Regions from separate parts of the Mus musculus genome. Here all the other regions are linked to region 3. Evidence: chromatin contacts called from public HiCAR-type and promoter capture Hi-C data. All regions are on one chromosome and are shown on one strand. The core of a region is the stretch at or near the end of the contact, and the rest is flanking DNA. Distances in the headings are between cores, read along the strand shown. Region 1 holds the start of Edem1 (ER degradation enhancer, mannosidase alpha-like 1). Region 2 holds the start of Arl8b (ADP-ribosylation factor-like 8B). Region 3 holds the start of Trnt1 (tRNA nucleotidyl transferase, CCA-adding, 1). Region 4 holds the start of Cntn6 (contactin 6).

Evidence for each region. Promoter capture Hi-C pulls out the DNA fragments that hold promoters and counts their contacts. HiCAR-type assays count read pairs that join an accessible place to other places.
Region 1: a promoter capture Hi-C map of the HPC-7 cell line shows a contact between it and region 3, with 5 times the contacts expected there. The contact joins the promoter of Edem1 here to the promoter of Trnt1 in region 3. A contact is called at or near these places in 13 of 39 promoter capture datasets (the 3T3-L1 cell line, 3T3-L1-derived adipocytes, the C10 cell line and 8 more), 5 of 484 Hi-C or Micro-C datasets (B cells, CD4 T cells, CD8 T cells and 1 more) and 2 of 115 datasets of contacts at active chromatin or transcription factors (astrocytes and bone marrow-derived dendritic cells).
Region 2: a HiCAR-type map of astrocytes shows a contact between it and region 3, with 5 times the contacts expected there. The contact joins the promoter of Arl8b here to the promoter of Trnt1 in region 3. A contact is called at or near these places in 2 of 39 promoter capture datasets (the 3T3-L1 cell line and embryonic stem cells) and 1 of 115 datasets of contacts at active chromatin or transcription factors (astrocytes).
Region 4: a promoter capture Hi-C map of hippocampal neurons shows a contact between it and region 3, with 6 times the contacts expected there. The contact joins the promoter of Cntn6 here to the promoter of Trnt1 in region 3. A contact is called at or near these places in 1 of 39 promoter capture datasets (hippocampal neurons) and 1 of 115 datasets of contacts at active chromatin or transcription factors (astrocytes).

The regions. Positions count from the first base shown.
Region 1 is chr6:108,826,178-108,830,112 of GRCm38.p6, forward strand. It overlaps Edem1 (ER degradation enhancer, mannosidase alpha-like 1), which reads left to right and starts at 2,464. Exons shown (of 12, transcript NM_138677.2): 1 at 2,464-3,056. The coding sequence starts at 2,563. Gm35417 (a long non-coding RNA gene) reads right to left here and starts at 2,099. Exons shown (of 2, transcript XR_377956.4): 1 at 2,040-2,099.
Region 2 is chr6:108,781,342-108,785,282 of GRCm38.p6, forward strand. Arl8b (ADP-ribosylation factor-like 8B) reads left to right here and starts at 1,718. Exons shown (of 7, transcript NM_026011.3): 1 at 1,718-2,036. The coding sequence starts at 1,914.
Region 3 is chr6:106,766,819-106,770,483 of GRCm38.p6, forward strand. It overlaps Trnt1 (tRNA nucleotidyl transferase, CCA-adding, 1), which reads left to right and starts at 2,320. Exons shown (of 9, transcript NM_001242358.1): 1 at 2,320-2,438; 2 at 3,012-3,185. The coding sequence starts at 3,038.
Region 4 is chr6:104,491,711-104,495,116 of GRCm38.p6, forward strand. Cntn6 (contactin 6) reads left to right here and starts at 1,334. Exons shown (of 23, transcript NM_017383.3): 1 at 1,334-1,562.

The sequences.
Region 1 (3,935 bases), core at 1,214-3,713, 2.1 Mb after region 3:
GAGAGACTGAACATTTAAGTTGATTTCCCTTTGTGGGACAGGAGGGCTGGGGGAGGGGATGGAAGCTCACTATCATGTGTTTGTTTATTTTTGGGACAGTTGACTCACTGTGCTGTTCAACTGTCTTAGTCTTTTGGTCTCAAAGCAGTCCAGCCTTAGCATCCTGAGGAGGACTTCAGGCATTAAAAAGACCAGGCTGCCTCAAACTCACTCGAATCTACCTGCCTATGACTCTGAAGTGCTGGGATTAAAAGTGTTAGCCACCGTGCCTGTCTGAATAAGTTAACTTTTAATAGGCAAAGTTACTTGTTTCAGAAATTAACAGTTCACAGGAGATTGTCTTGGTCCCACTCACATAAAAGTCACTCCTGCCTGGCAGCACACCAGTTTATTTTCTTCTTCATGTCATTATTAGCAGGGCCTACTACTACAAGTTTTTGTTTGTTGGGTTTTTGTTTTGTTTTTGTAAGTGTATGAGAGAGTTTGTGGTAAGTATTGTTCATGTCTTAAAATGGGGAATATTTTGCAGCAGGGGAAACAGTGCAGGAACTAACTTAACAAGGTTACAGTTACAAGGCAGGATTCTGACTAGATTCTCAGCTGTGTCTTTGGAGCTGCACGGTAAAGCTGTACCTAAAACGGAAGTGACTTTTTCATGCTAGTCCTGAGGTACTCTTGTGAGAATGTATATGTATTTGGAAAAACCTATCACAAACCTTCCCATAATATCTCATTTGGAGCGGAGGCAGGAGGATTACAGGTTGGAGACAAACTGGGGCTACATAGTGAGATCCTGTCTTAGAATTTGTTTTTATATTTAAGGCTGAATATTCTGATTAGATAGAGTTGTCTCAATTTCATCAGCTACATTCAATCTGAGAAATCCTAGTCTAAAGGGACAGTCACAGATACTTCATCTTTAGTTTTTTTTTTTTAATGAAGATAAAATAGGAATACATGCTAGCGTTCTGAAAACCTGTTCTATTGGCACTTATTGTCAGTTGTGCCATGAAAAGCATTTTTCATAAACTAGCTGGTTTTCTATGGTTATTAGACTCGTCTTTTAAAATTAGGGCTTTTCTGTAATGTGAGAACAGTTGCTGTCATCAGTGGCTGACAGCTGACCAGAGTGCAAGCTACATTTCAGCTAAAATTTGCACAGAAGTAGCTTATGGAGGAAACAAAGCATAGCTTTAATGTCCATTTTCAGTTTGTGTTAGCTTCAGGGAGGCAGAAACTAGTAGTTCCGTGTCAAGGACTGGAATCAGTTGGTCTTATACAAGTTTATCCAGTCCAGTAACTTCTTCCCCCTCCCCCCTTTTTTTTTGTATACTGCTCAGGCCTTTGTATCTCACAAAATAAGCTCTCCCAACCCAAAGAACTTAAATTGTTGCTGGCTGCTCTGTTGTACCCTATCACATTGCAGGGACAATTCTGACCCCAAAATGGAAGGAGAATGGTCCAGGATTTACCTAAGTCCTCCCTGTCATTGCCTTCAGGTTGGTGACAGGCATTACTGATTTCGTTACTTCCCCTATTTTTTTTTTTTTTTTTTACTTTTTTATTTTTATGTTTTGCAAGTTTGATAGACACAGGGTATAATCTTAGGAAAGGCAAAACTTTTACAGGCGCTCCAAGTGTTGAAAGCCACAGCCCTTAAAAAACGAAATCAGTAACCTTAATTATAGGAATTAGCACTTGGATGGGATTAAACCCCCAATCTGCCCTACATTTCCAAGGTCGCCTCTGCCTAGCACTGCGATGAGATGATAGGACTGTCAGGAAAAGATGTTTAAATGGTTCTGATGAAAATGATCTGGTGTTAGTTCCCCCTCCCGCCTTGTTGGGATTGGATGTGATCTTGGAGTATTTTAGAAGTATTATGAATTTTTTTTTTCCAAGTTAAGGCGTTCCAATAACAAAACAAAAAATCTGGACATTTCGTGCGGTCTGGACCAGGGAGTCCCACTCCCACCAAGTTAAAAACCTTTCCTAGATATTCGTAAGTACTTCCTTTGCCTAAAGGCCCTGGCCCTTACCTTTCTCACACCTACTACTCCATACCTGGACGGGCTTTCTCCCATCCATCTTCTGTTCAGGGACACCATTTACCCGGGCTAGGGCGGGTCAGAGGCCATGTCTGTGTCCGGCTCCCGGAGCTCCCGTGCCGCGCTCCTATTGGCTGGAAGTTCTTTCCCCAAAAGCCAGAGCGACCTAGGCTCGCCACGCCAGCTAGACCAGACTCGGAACCGCCCAGGGGGCGTGGCCCAGTGGCAGGGCGGGGCCTTGCAGTCCGGGCGGCCTATAGAGCCGGAGGGAGTCCCCGGCCGCGCCCCTCGAGGCCGGGCCGGTGGAGGCCAATCCCCGGCGGCCGGCGGGCGAACGCGGGGCCAGGCGGGCCGGTCCCGTCCGCGGGGCGGGGGACAATGGACCAGTTCCTGGTGCGTCACGAGGGAGTTCCTTAAAGGGGAAGTGAGCGGGCTCCCGGCGGACGCGCGGGGAGGCGGTCGGCTGGGGACGCGCCCGGCGCTTCAAAATAATGCCCGCGGCGGACGCGCGACCATGCAATGGCGAGCGCTTGTCCTGGGGCTGGTGCTGCTGCGCCTCGGCCTCCACGCGGTGCTCTGGTTGGTCTTCGGGCTGGGGCCCAGCATGGGCTTCTACCAGCGGTTTCCGCTCAGCTTCGGCTTCCAGCGCTTGAGGGACCCCGACGGCTCGGGGCCAGTTGGTCCGCCCGGAGGCCCGGCCTGGCTTCATCGGCCAAGGCGCGGAACGGAGGGGCGGCTTGAGACCCCGCCAGAGCCGGGACCGACGCCGGGACCGGGCGTGTGCGGCCCGGCGCACTGGGGCTATGCCCTGGGCGGCGGTGGCTGCGGCCCGGACGAGTACGAGCGGCGCTACAGCGGCGCCTTCCCGCCGCAGCTGCGTGCCCAGATGCGCGACCTGGCGCGGGGCATGTTCGTCTTCGGCTATGACAACTACATGGCGCACGCCTTTCCGCAGGACGAGCTCAACCCCATCTACTGCCGCGGCCGGGGGCCTGACCGCGGAGACCCGTGAGTAGCCCGCGCGCTGCCTTCCGCCCCTCCGGGTCCCTGAGAACACACCAGGGTCTTTAAGGTCCGCAGTAGTCCGAGGTTCCTCCTCTCCTTACCCCAGTGGACTGCCATCCCCTTGATTCTCCCTGACCCTCCAAACTTCAGGACAGCTGTCCTTGTCATTTTCTGTTGCAAATGGGGAAACTGAGTCCCAGAGACCGGAAGGGACAATCACAGTATCCCTTGCTCCAGATAGACACATATCTAAGTGCTGGTTATATAGGTTTCCTTTGGAAAACTCCGCTTCAAAACGAAGCCTCCCCACTCCTGATCAGAATGCCACACCCAAAGCTTTAATAAGGTTAAGGAGCGGGTTCCTAGAAAGGGGCCATCTAGTGAGTTGGACGCCCGGATTGGGATGAGGCGTTAAGTGTTTCTCCTTTCCAGGGGCCGCAGCCTAGACTGAGGGGAGCTTATTGGCAGGAATGGTAGTTGCCTGGCCCAGATTGGCGATCTGGATACTTGAAGGATGATTTCTTAGGCGCAGAGTTGACTGACACCGTCATTGCTTGGTACCATCGTAAACACCAGTGGGGTGATGGTGCTGTCAGAAGGTCAACTAGTCCTCGCAGCCCACTAGCCACGTATGGGAAGGTGGAGTTCCGGGGTTACTCGAGTGGACTTCAAAGTCCAAGACAGCAGGACACCCAGCCAAGTTCCTCCTCCCTGAAGGGTGTGCGTTGCCACAGACCAAGTCAGGCTGGTTGGTGACTGTCGTGTTTCCCTCTCCTTAGATGGGAGTGGAGTTATTAGGTTGTTTGTTGTCTTGGCATTCTACATGGACACCCTTGGACATCTGGCATGTGCATTTCCCTTTACCTTATGGAAGCCAGGAAG
Region 2 (3,941 bases), core at 468-2,967, 2.0 Mb after region 3:
CCATGGAGGTCAACAACTGTCTGTCTGTAACTCCAGTTCCAGGGGACCCAATATCCTCTTCTGCTTTTCTCAGGTACCACATGCATGTGGTGCGAAGACACATGTGCAGGCAAGTCACACACACAGTAAAAACAATTAAGTCTTCAGGCTACCTTCTGTCTTCCCATCTTGTATAATCAAGTCCAAACTCGTGCCACCATATCCCACTCCCTCTGGTCCCTGAATTCTCTTCCACCTCTCCCTACTCCAGGCTTCCACCGATCTTTGCCAGTGTTGGGTACTGTCCAGAGAATAACCTACAATAGCTACACTTTTGGTTTTAAATGAACTTCTTAAGTGTACAGCAAGTGAAAGTAAAAGGATAAATAGCAAGTAGTAGACTGGTAGCCCCACTCCATCAAACTGCAAGGTCACAACATCCAGCAGAGATGACTAGAGTAGCTGATGGAGAGAGCTAACAAAGAAAGCATCCATTAAGTTAGAGATTTACAAATATGAAGCAGAAATCAACTGGGGAAGTTGGGGCAGCCAGCTGGAGTTCCTTTTTAAAAATATATTTTCAGTTAAAATATAATTCCATCATTTCCCCCTCGCCCCAGGCACACCATCCTTCAAAGTCCAAACCACTTCACTGTCCTTCCCCATTCAGGGTCTTTTCCTGGAATGTGCTTCTACCAAACGTCAGCCTGCTTCTCCTTCTCACTTCCCTCAAGCCTTTCCACTCAGGACCACCTGACTTAAAGACAAGCAGGCCGGCTCCAGCTTCTTCTCTGTTCCTCTTCTTTATAGTGTTAAGTACCACGTGGCATTTTCTCGTTTGTTTGCTGTATATGTTCTGTTCTCCACACTGGACTGTAACCCGCAGGAGGGCAGGGATTTTGCTGTCACTAATGTTTTGCTGTGTTAGAAACAAACCCTGTGTCTTTCACATGCTGGGAAAGAAATTTTCCCTATTAATTAATTCATTTATTTATTCACTTTACATTCGGATCACTGCCTCTGCCCCATCCTCCCTTGAGCCCTAGTTAGACCCAGAGTGCTCCATACAGGCCAGGCAAGCATTCTACCACTGGGTTACATCCCCATCCCAGATTCTGATTTTTTTTTTTTTTTATTCCGTGTTCAATTCCTCCGAGTATTAACTTTTTCCTTCAGGGTACATTGCCAATGAACAATTATAGGAAAATTCAATCAAAAAGTGAACGAGGACCAACTCTTTGTTTTTTTTTAAAGATTATTATTATTTATGTGTTTCGTTGTGGGAGTATGCGCATATGTTTGCAGAATGTACAAGGTCAGAAAGCCCTAGATCTGGATCCCCCAGAGTTGAAGTTACAGGCTGATGAGGGCTGCCAGGTGTGGGTGCTGGGTCCTGAACTTGGGTCTTCTGAAAGAGCCTCAAGCACTTTTAACCACCGAGTCATTTCTGTAACCCCACCTTCTGTGTTTATTGAACTCTTGATCCTCCTGCCTCCACCTCTCAAGTACTGAAATTGTTGACATGCGTTTGCTGGGAGACCCATAATTTGGGGGGAAAAAAAAAAAGAAAGAAAGAAAAGAAAAGAGGAAAGGCATGTGACAAGTGAATTGGCACCAAGGCGAGGGAAGGGTGTGTCGTGGGATTCACCATCAGGTGGCGATGTCGCCGGAGGGCGCTGGGAGTCTACGGGACCGCGCCGCTCTTTCCGTGCGCTTCCGCGCCTGCGCTGGGCCAGGCGTGGGGGGGGTAGGGCGAGTCATATGACCCGCTGGGCTTCCTGGCTCCGGCCGTCGCTGCCGCCAGCCTCTGTCTGCCCGCGTCGCGCCAGGGGCCCCGCCGAAGAGCCGTTGGCGGGTTCGGGGCCGATACCCGCTCGTGGGAAAGAGTGTCCGCTGTCGTCCGCGCCCGTCCACGCTCGCAGCCGGCCGCCGCCATGCTGGCGCTCATCTCCCGCCTGCTGGACTGGTTCCGTTCGCTCTTCTGGAAGGAGGAGATGGAACTGACGCTCGTGGGGCTGCAGTACTCCGGCAAGACCACCTTCGTCAATGTCATCGCGGTGAGCAGCCCTCTGCGGGCGGCCTGGCCGGCGTCTCGCGCCTGTCACCTCCCCGAAGGCCGGGCCGGGCGATCCTGCGTGTGTGGGCCTCGGAGTTGTAGCCGGAGGGTCGGCAGCAGGAGGGTCAATTCCACGTTGCGTTTTGGTGGTGGTGGTGGGGGCTGTGCCTTTAACACGGCCTGGAAAGGGTTAATCCGAGTCTGCCACACTTGCTGCCTTTCGGGCCGTAGAGGCTGAAGGGTTAATTCCAACCTGTCACTTGTTCACCCGGACGGGTGAGCCTGGCCTTTTCCAGAACGCCTGCGAAGGGGACGCCTCTCCTAAGTCTCCACTTGGGACGATGGAGTCGCATTGTGAAAGCAGGCAACCCGTGTGGGCGCTTCTGTGAATGCCAGGGGGAGCCTCGGCGCCTCCAGTTCGCTTGGTCTTTGTCACTTGTCCATGGAGCGTCGGAGAGCAAACTGATGACCTAGCTTACTGGGGGAAGCTGTTGGAGAGACCATTCAGATCCCAGTATTTTCTAAGACAGGGAGCAAGGGCGAGGCGAGTCTCGGTTTCTCCACAGCTGATTGTGTTAAACGGGTAGATAGATGGATCTGCATTCAACATAAAGTTTGCAGGCTTTGGTCTTTAGAGAGATTTTTTTTTTTCTTCCCTCTTGCAGAAGGAATTTGTTTGGATTGGGACGTAGCTTATGGAGGCTCAGGGAAGTTGCCTAGTAAATATAATGTGAATTCGGTGGGAGAGTGGTCGTTGAGTTTTGCGTCTTTGATTGGTTGGGAAAGGAATGGGCGTGAATGTCAGTCTTTGGAGCCAAGGAGTCATTGCACAGTTTTAGGGCTGTACTTAGAGGGTTGAGCTTTACAATTGTTCTGATGAGAAGTGGCGGCAGTTCCTAGACCTTCAAGAGGATTGTTGCAATCCTCACACAGGAGACAGCTGAGCTGCCCGACTGGTTTGGCTACACACTGCCCTGGGAAAACCTAGGTAACGTGTGACTCAGTCCCTGTAGTAATAGAGCAACAGGCGTCAGAGAGAGGAGCGGAGGCTCAAATCTCTTTCGAAGATGGCTGAATATATAAGTGTAAGGAAACTTTCCCGAACTTCATGTTAGGCTCTTTCTATGTTGCCTCTACCCCGACCCCAAGAGAACAAGGCAGAACAGACTTTAGACTCTTTCATACTAGAACTTTTCTACAGGCTTCAAGCTGTTCATTTTCTGTTACCCTAGATAAGAATTGGAGTTTCCTCGGGACTCCTGTCCCTTGGGCAAGATCGAAATGGTACACGTGGGTGTGTTGGGATGGCCAGTTGTATTTGCTGCGGAGGAGTTAATGCAAGGACCTGCACCAATGAGTAGGATTTAAGAGATGTACTGCTTACTCTCATGCCTGTATTATCACTGGGCAGTGTAGCTTGATATATATAACAAGCCTGAACTTTTATGCCATGCAGTTCTGGATTTGCAATCTGGATCTTAGCAGCCTTGGGTCTGGTTGAGTCGATTTCTGTTTTCTTGTCTATGAAGTGCAGATAACAATAGAGTCCTTAGCAGAGTTGCTCTGAGGTCTAACCAGGAGGAGGAGGGAAGTGTTAACATGTAGATGGCTGTACTACCCAAAGCAGGCACAAGGAGATACGTTGAGAAAGGACTGAGCCGGGCTCATTTCCTTTGACTCTCAGGCCAGTGTTGTCTACGGTTGCAGATTTATGGCTTGTGGGAAGGAAGCACCTTCAACCCCCCTTCCTTTTGAGTTAGATTCTTTGTAACAACTATCCAATCTCAGCAGTGCTGTCGACCTCCTGCTATCAATATTACACTATTCTTTATGAATTATGGTGGTGTAGGTGAGCTGTTAAAGATCACCCAAAAAAAGAGAGGCCATGTTTAACTTACTTTAGCCA
Region 3 (3,665 bases), core at 1,070-3,569:
TAAAATGGCGATTCTTCACAATGTTGATTCTATCTACTCCAAAAGCTAGTTGGTCTTTACTATGGGGAATTAGCATGATGGAAATCAATGCTTACTTTTATACTGTTAGCATTTTGTCTAGGCTCCGCCCCAGAGTTAACTGGCAAGAGCCAGGCATGCCTGACTCACTATAAAAGGAATTGCTTGGCCCCTGCTCTCTAGCTTGCCTTCTTGCTCTGTCCTCTTGCCCCTTCCCCCTCTCTCCCCATTCCCCGCACCCTACCTCTCTGCAATTGCTCATAGCCTGTCTCTACTCCTCTACTATCTCTTTGCCTTTCTCTATCTCTACTACTTTCTCAACTCCTCTCCCCATTCCCTGAATAAACTCTGTTCTATACTATACTGGGCTGGTCCCTCAGGGGGAAGGGATGCCTCAGCATGGGTCCGCGGAGGCACCCCCTCCCCCCACACCTGACTACACATCCACCATATTCTTTCTTTATTTTTATAAAACACAGCATATACTGAATAACTGCTAAGTTCCAAATATTAAGAGACACATGATGCAAATTTTCGCTAATCTGATATGAGCTGTAGATTTTTACTCGGGTGCGTTTTCCTTTACCGTGGAAGTAATTTTTTTTTTTCCATTTTTTATTAGGTATTTCGCTCATTTACATTTGCAATGCTATACCAAAAGTCCCCCATAGCCACCCACCCCCTCTCCCCTACCCACCCACTCCCCTTTTATGGCCCTGGCGTTCCCCTGTACTGGGGCATATAAAGTTTGCGTGTCCAATGGGCCTCTCTTTCCAGTGATGGCCGACTAGGCCATCTTTTGATGCATATGCAGCTAGAGTCAAGAGCTCCGGGGTACTGGTTAGTTCATAGTGTTGTTCCACCTATAGGGTTGCAGATCCCTTTAGCTTCTTTGGTACTTTCTCTAGCTCCTTCATTGGGGGCCATGTGATCCATCCAATAGCCGACTGTGAGCATCCACTTCTATGTTTGCTAGGCCCAGGCATACTCTGACAAGAGACAGCTATATCAGGGTCCTTTCAGCATAATCTTGCTAGTGTATGCAATGGTGTCAGCATTTGGAAGCTGATTATGGGATGGATCCCCGGATATGGTAGTGTCTACATGGTCCATCCTTTTATCTCAGCTCCAAACTTTGTCTCTGTAACTCCTTCCAAGGGTGTTTTGCTCCCACTTCTAAGGAGGGGCATAGTGTTCACACTTCAGTCTTCATTTTTCTTGAGTTTCATGTGTTTAGGAAATTGTATCTTATATCTTGGGTATCTTAGGTTTTGGGCTAATATCCACTTATCAGTGAGTACATATTGTGTGAGTTCCTTTGTGAATGTGTTACCTCACTCAGGATGATGCCCTCCAGGTCCATCCATTTGGCCAGGAATTTCATAAATTCATTCTTTTTAATAGCTGAGTAGTACTCCATTGTGTAATTTTAACCTTAATTTTCTGAGTGACTGTATAAAACACAAGAGCTCTTTTGTGTCTCTAGGGTGACTTAATGGCTCTTCTTTTAGGGTCTGTTGGTATGGGAGTTACCTCAACTGGTTTCTGAACATTAACTCCAACTTTAATTCATGACATTTATTCCCAAACTTATGGACAAATCCTCTGGATGTCGTGCAATTCAGTTTGTTAATATTTTTTTTTGTTATTTGTTGATATTAATTGGAGATTGTTAAACATCCTGTCTTACGTCAGTGCAGTTCTCTCTCTCTCTCTCTTTAATAGAATTTATCCAAATATCTACTTAAGTGTGCAGGGCCATGGGATCTGAGATTCAGGCTTTGGACTCCATTATCGGTGTTTGTGAATCTTGAATGGGATAGTTAGTCTGTCGTTTAAAAAATTAGATACCCATGACCCCTGAAGTTAAGAGGCAGGGTGACAGAAAACACAGAAATACTATGGCGTATGCGTTTTTCAAGGAAAACTAGGAAGGTTAAGGAAGTTTAAGCCACAGGTTTGTCTTTTTATTCTCTGCCAATCTCTCCACTATGCATAGGACTGAATAAAATCAAAGTTCTTCCTGTTGCCGGTGGCGAAGTTTACGAAAAGCTGTTAACTGCTAAGATAAAGCAAGTCGACCCCATCTCAAGCACCAAGACAAGAACCTTGATTGCTTTCTCTATCTAAAGCCCGAAAAAACAAAACAAAACAAAAAACAAACAAAAAAAAAAACCCCACTGCCTGTCATGCGCGCAGGCGCAGGAGGAACTGGCTCCACTTAGTAAAGCCTAGCCCCGCCCAGAGGAAGTGGGTGGGACCCTCAGTGGCTTCTCATTCGCTGCGGCTCTTCGTGCGTGCTGACGTCACTGGTCCGCGACCCGGAAGTGCGCGTGCGGCCCGGGCAGCAGGCGGGTAAGCGGGTCTTCGGAGTAGGAGCGCCACGTTTCTAAGACACCTTGGCGACCTGGCTGTGCAGCGTGCGTCTGAACGCGTCCTTGGGAGATGGCGGGAGGTGGAGGCTGCTCCCTACTCTAGGCAACGCCCGGTCTCTCTTCATTGAGCCGTGGGCGGCGGTCGTATCTCAGGGCCGGTTCCCCGCAGTTTTCCAGAGTTAGGGGAGAAAGTCGCTATCTCAGATACGCGACCGGCTTGAGCGTCGCTGTCCTCGCGGCGCGCTACTTTTCTTGGGGCCCTTTAAGAGCTCCCACCTCTTAGAGGTCGGGCATGCGGCGAGAATTGCTGAGGCAACCCCGCAGAGTTCCAACTTGGCATGCTGTAACCTTGAGGCCGACCCTGGGTAGGGGAGGAGGGTGGTGAGCACGTGCAACTGATGTGTTTTTTGGAAACCTGCTGTTGCTGCCGATCTAATATTTTATTTTCTGGCACTCCAAATCCCTCCTGCTTCCCATATAGTAATCATAGCAAGAGTACTTGGGTAGCTGCCACCGAAGTGGTTTAGCGTTCCTGAAAGGATCACTTTCATTTCGGACAGCGTTTGTTGGCCCTCCTTTTGAAGTGTAATTGGCGTTACCTGTGTGTTTGCGCCTTAGATGTGTGATTGGCGACTTGTCTCCAGATGCAGAGCGTCCTGTATCCTTGGCACAGGCAGGTCCTGAGGTGTAGTTGGAGTAGATTGTGCCTTCTGAAGCGATACCTGTTTACAATGAAGTTGCAGTCCCCAGAATTCCAGTCCCTTTTCACCGAAGGATTGAAGAGCCTGACAGGTGAGAAGTTAAGATTGTCCTCTGGGCTTTGGAGTTGTTAACTGCAGAAAAGGACGAGGCAGACATCTTTCTGTCAGTGTTGGGATATTTTTGTAGCGCCAATGAAAGACAGGCCAACTTGGGGTATATTGAGAATGGTGGGAAGTTGACTGCAGCATGAAGCACAACTTTTCTGTGTCCTCCAAGAAATTCCATTTACCATACATTATGTAATGAGACCCAAGAGCTTTAGATATGTGTTCTGAACAGAAGAGAACACGTGCTTGGGAAGTGAAGTGCCTGTCTGTTTCTGTAATTGAAGGAGCTGGGTTTTAAATTATAGAGTCTGATGTCATCTGATTTGTTAACAACGAAGCTCTGTTTTCCTTTGTTGTATTGCTCTCTGAGAGAACAGAAGGAAATAGATTTTTTTCCCTCTTTTTCTGTGTGTGCACCTAAAAAGCCTGTAAATCTAAATATAGAACTGCAATTTAAAACCTG
Region 4 (3,406 bases), core at 84-2,583, 2.3 Mb before region 3:
TACAGAATAAAACAAAGTTACCTTTCGACAGAAGTTCATTGGATTTGTGGTTGTAGTTTTCCTAGTATCCATATCCTTTTATTTAAACTTTCAGTGGGGCCTAGCAAACACAGAAGTGGATGCTCACAGTCATCTATAGGATGGATCACAGGGCCCTCAATGGAAGAGCCAGAGAAAGTACCCAAGGAGCTAAAGGAATCTGCAACCCTATAGGTGGAACAACAATATGAACTAACCAGTACCCCCAGAGCTCGTGACTCTAGCTGCATATGTATCAGAAGATGGCCTAGTCGGCCATCACTGGAAAGAGAGGCCCATCGGTCTTGCAAACTATATATGCCTCAGTATAGGGAAACGCCAGGGCCAAGAAGTGGGAGTGGGTGGGTAGCGGAGTGGCAGGGAGGGTATGGGGGACTTTTGGGATAACATTGGAAATGTAAATGAAGAAAATACCTAATAAAAAAAGTAAAAAAAAAGAATATGTCTTTGTGTCAGGACCTGAAAATGTTCTCATGTTTTAGGCATGTTTGGACACATTAGGATCTCTATGTATATGCATGCGCTCTATGTGTGTGTGTTATTTTTCAAGCTGTTAGTCTCTTCAAAAAACATGCCTTGACACAGACATATGAAAAAGTTTAGTCAGAGAGCTCCATGTGAAACACAAAAAGTATTTTTTTAAAAACAAGGAAGAAAAAAAATAAAAAGGCAGAGCTATAACACAAACACCTGCAAACTCCTTCTTGATCCAGGAAACTGTAAACAAACTGTTTCTGAGAACAACACTGTTTCTCTGGACTATTTGAGTCTACTTTATGTCATTTGCCATCTTTAAGAAGCCTAATGCACATTAGTTTTTCATTTGGAAGGGTATAGTGATAGCCCTTTGATTTTATGTCCCCCTTCTCATCACTTTAACTAGCACCAGGAGCTGCTGGCATGCTTCAGAAAGCTTACATTTGAACACAGTCTAAATCTGTACAGACCCTTGACCGGCTTAATCCTTGCTTGTAAATGACAATGCAGAGGAAGAAAAAAAATAAAAAACTACTTCCTTTCCTGTTGGATACCTAATAAGTAGTTAGTCTGACCCAGTTTTCAATAAGAGCGATTTTCTGATGACCCAACAGGAGTGACTATATCTAGTCAAAGAATGAGGGGGGTGAATTTAATCTTTTATGCCACTGGAATGGCAGCTGCTCCCAGCTGCCTGAGTCTGTGAAGGGTGAGGAAGACAGAACTGCCTTTCAGTGTGCAGAGAATTTTCCCTTTGAATATTCCAAACGGGAGCTTTGCACATGTGCCTCAAGAACTAATTGTCTAGGTTCCGTCAGGAATGCAGCAGGAGAGGAGCGTATTTCATGCTTAAGACCAGAGAGGAGCCACGCAATACTCAGTGGATAAAAGGCTTGCAGTCCCAGCTGGGAAAAAGAGTCCCATTATCTCCCAGCTGCATAGACATTCCATACGGCTTGGTTCTGCCTGGATGCACAGCATGCCTGACTGAGGACTCCAGACAGAGTTCTGCAGAAAAATTGTAAAGATCCCGAGACATTTCCCTGGTAAGATCCGTAAGTACAGAATTGCGCTGTCTGCTGCAATGAGAATTTTGCTGGGCAAGCTGCAGCTTTTCTTGCTTTCAATCTCTTTGTATTAGTAAAACAGGTAAACGCTGGGTTTGTGTGTTTGGTGGTGGTGGGGGGGAGTGACTGTTTCATTGATGCTGTGTTTTTATGAAGCTGATGCTTAAAATATGTTTATTCCCCGTGAGAGAAAAATGACTTGAGTCTCTATCGGGGGAGGCAGGATCAAACCAGGCAAAGTAAGATGACAGGTATATTTTTTTAGTGTTTCACTAGTCTTTGCTGCAGTAAAACTAACGGGCAAGACTGGATGACAGTGCTAATTCTAGTACTTTCCGATAGCTACACACCCTTCCAGTAACGGCAGATCAGAAGATGTGCACTGCAATTTTTTTTTCCTCCAAAGGCTGAGGGGTGGGGTTTGCAGTATCTACAGATAATTTAAAGGAACGGTTATAAAACTTTCTTGGGAAGGGCTTTCATAATGAGAGAAACACTAGAGTAGAGGTCAAATGGGTGCACCAAATTTCATCTGACATTTTGGTTGCACCCAGCTTACAGATAATAGCTTGCAGAATCGCCTTTTCTCTCCATTCACAGCAGCTAAGCCTGTTATGATAAGGATCTTTTAATACTTTATGAAAGTTTCAGAACTTGATGGCTTGGGAGCAAAACTTTGCAGAGTTCTGAGATTAGTCACTCTATATGGCTCCAATGTTAACATGATGCTATAACATTGGAGGTTTGGGGGGACGTTGTAGTTCATAATTCTTGTTTCTCCCAATGAAAACGACTACAGTTTAGGTAGTCAGCATCCTGACTATGTCCTCTGAGAGGCAGTCACAGAATGACAAATATTATGGCAAAGATATAATGAGAATTAAAAAAAAAAACAGAGAGAGCAGTGGCATTGTAAAAAAAATCATCTTGAAAATAAGGGATACATATTGTTGTTCTACAGTGACAGTGTTTCTCAAAGATATCTATAAACCAAGGAGCCATATGTTGGCTGTTGAAAGTCTTGTTCTGAGCAGTTCTTATTTATCTGATGGATTTGTTCATTATCTTTTAAAGACATTATTGTTGTAATATGTCACCAATTTATGTGCACCACAAACTACAATAAAATAAGATATTTGAACACTGTTTTGCTACACCCCCACACACGTGAAAAATGTATACATACATTTTCGCAAAACAAACATATGCCCACAAAAATGCTGGCACAATTTGTACAGCAAACAAAACTACAGAGACATTTCATGTTTGATGCTTCACAGATTTTTTTTTCCTTAGCTTAATCATGGCTATGCAGTATAAGGTTTTTCAATCAAGAAACTTTTATATAAGGCCTTTCTATGAGGCTATATAAATGCATAAGTTATCAACTCTTAGTAAGAGGCTCATCACTTAAAATCAAATTTGTTTCTTACTTCAATTGAGCATTTCTAGTGAGAAGTCATAATTTTATTTTCAAGGTATGTGCATAACTTTCTTTAATGACACCAAATTCACTTGGTCACATAGCAGATGATCACTCCTTAGTCTGAGCTTCCCCTTCCCATCCCACAGAAACTAATGATGCTGCGAAAACCATGTGCTGAAGTATAGCAACTGTAGGCTTCTATTCTTTTAGTGAGTGAAAATAGTATAAAAGCTGATTGACACCTTTTTATTCTCCTTACAGGAGGAAGGGATTAGAAAATATTCACTTAATTACTTAGCTATGTATGTGTACTGTCAGCATGTAAAGTAGAATGTGGTAGCACAAGCTTTCGTACTTTGTATCATAACCAAATTATATATGAAACCCTTGAAGAGAG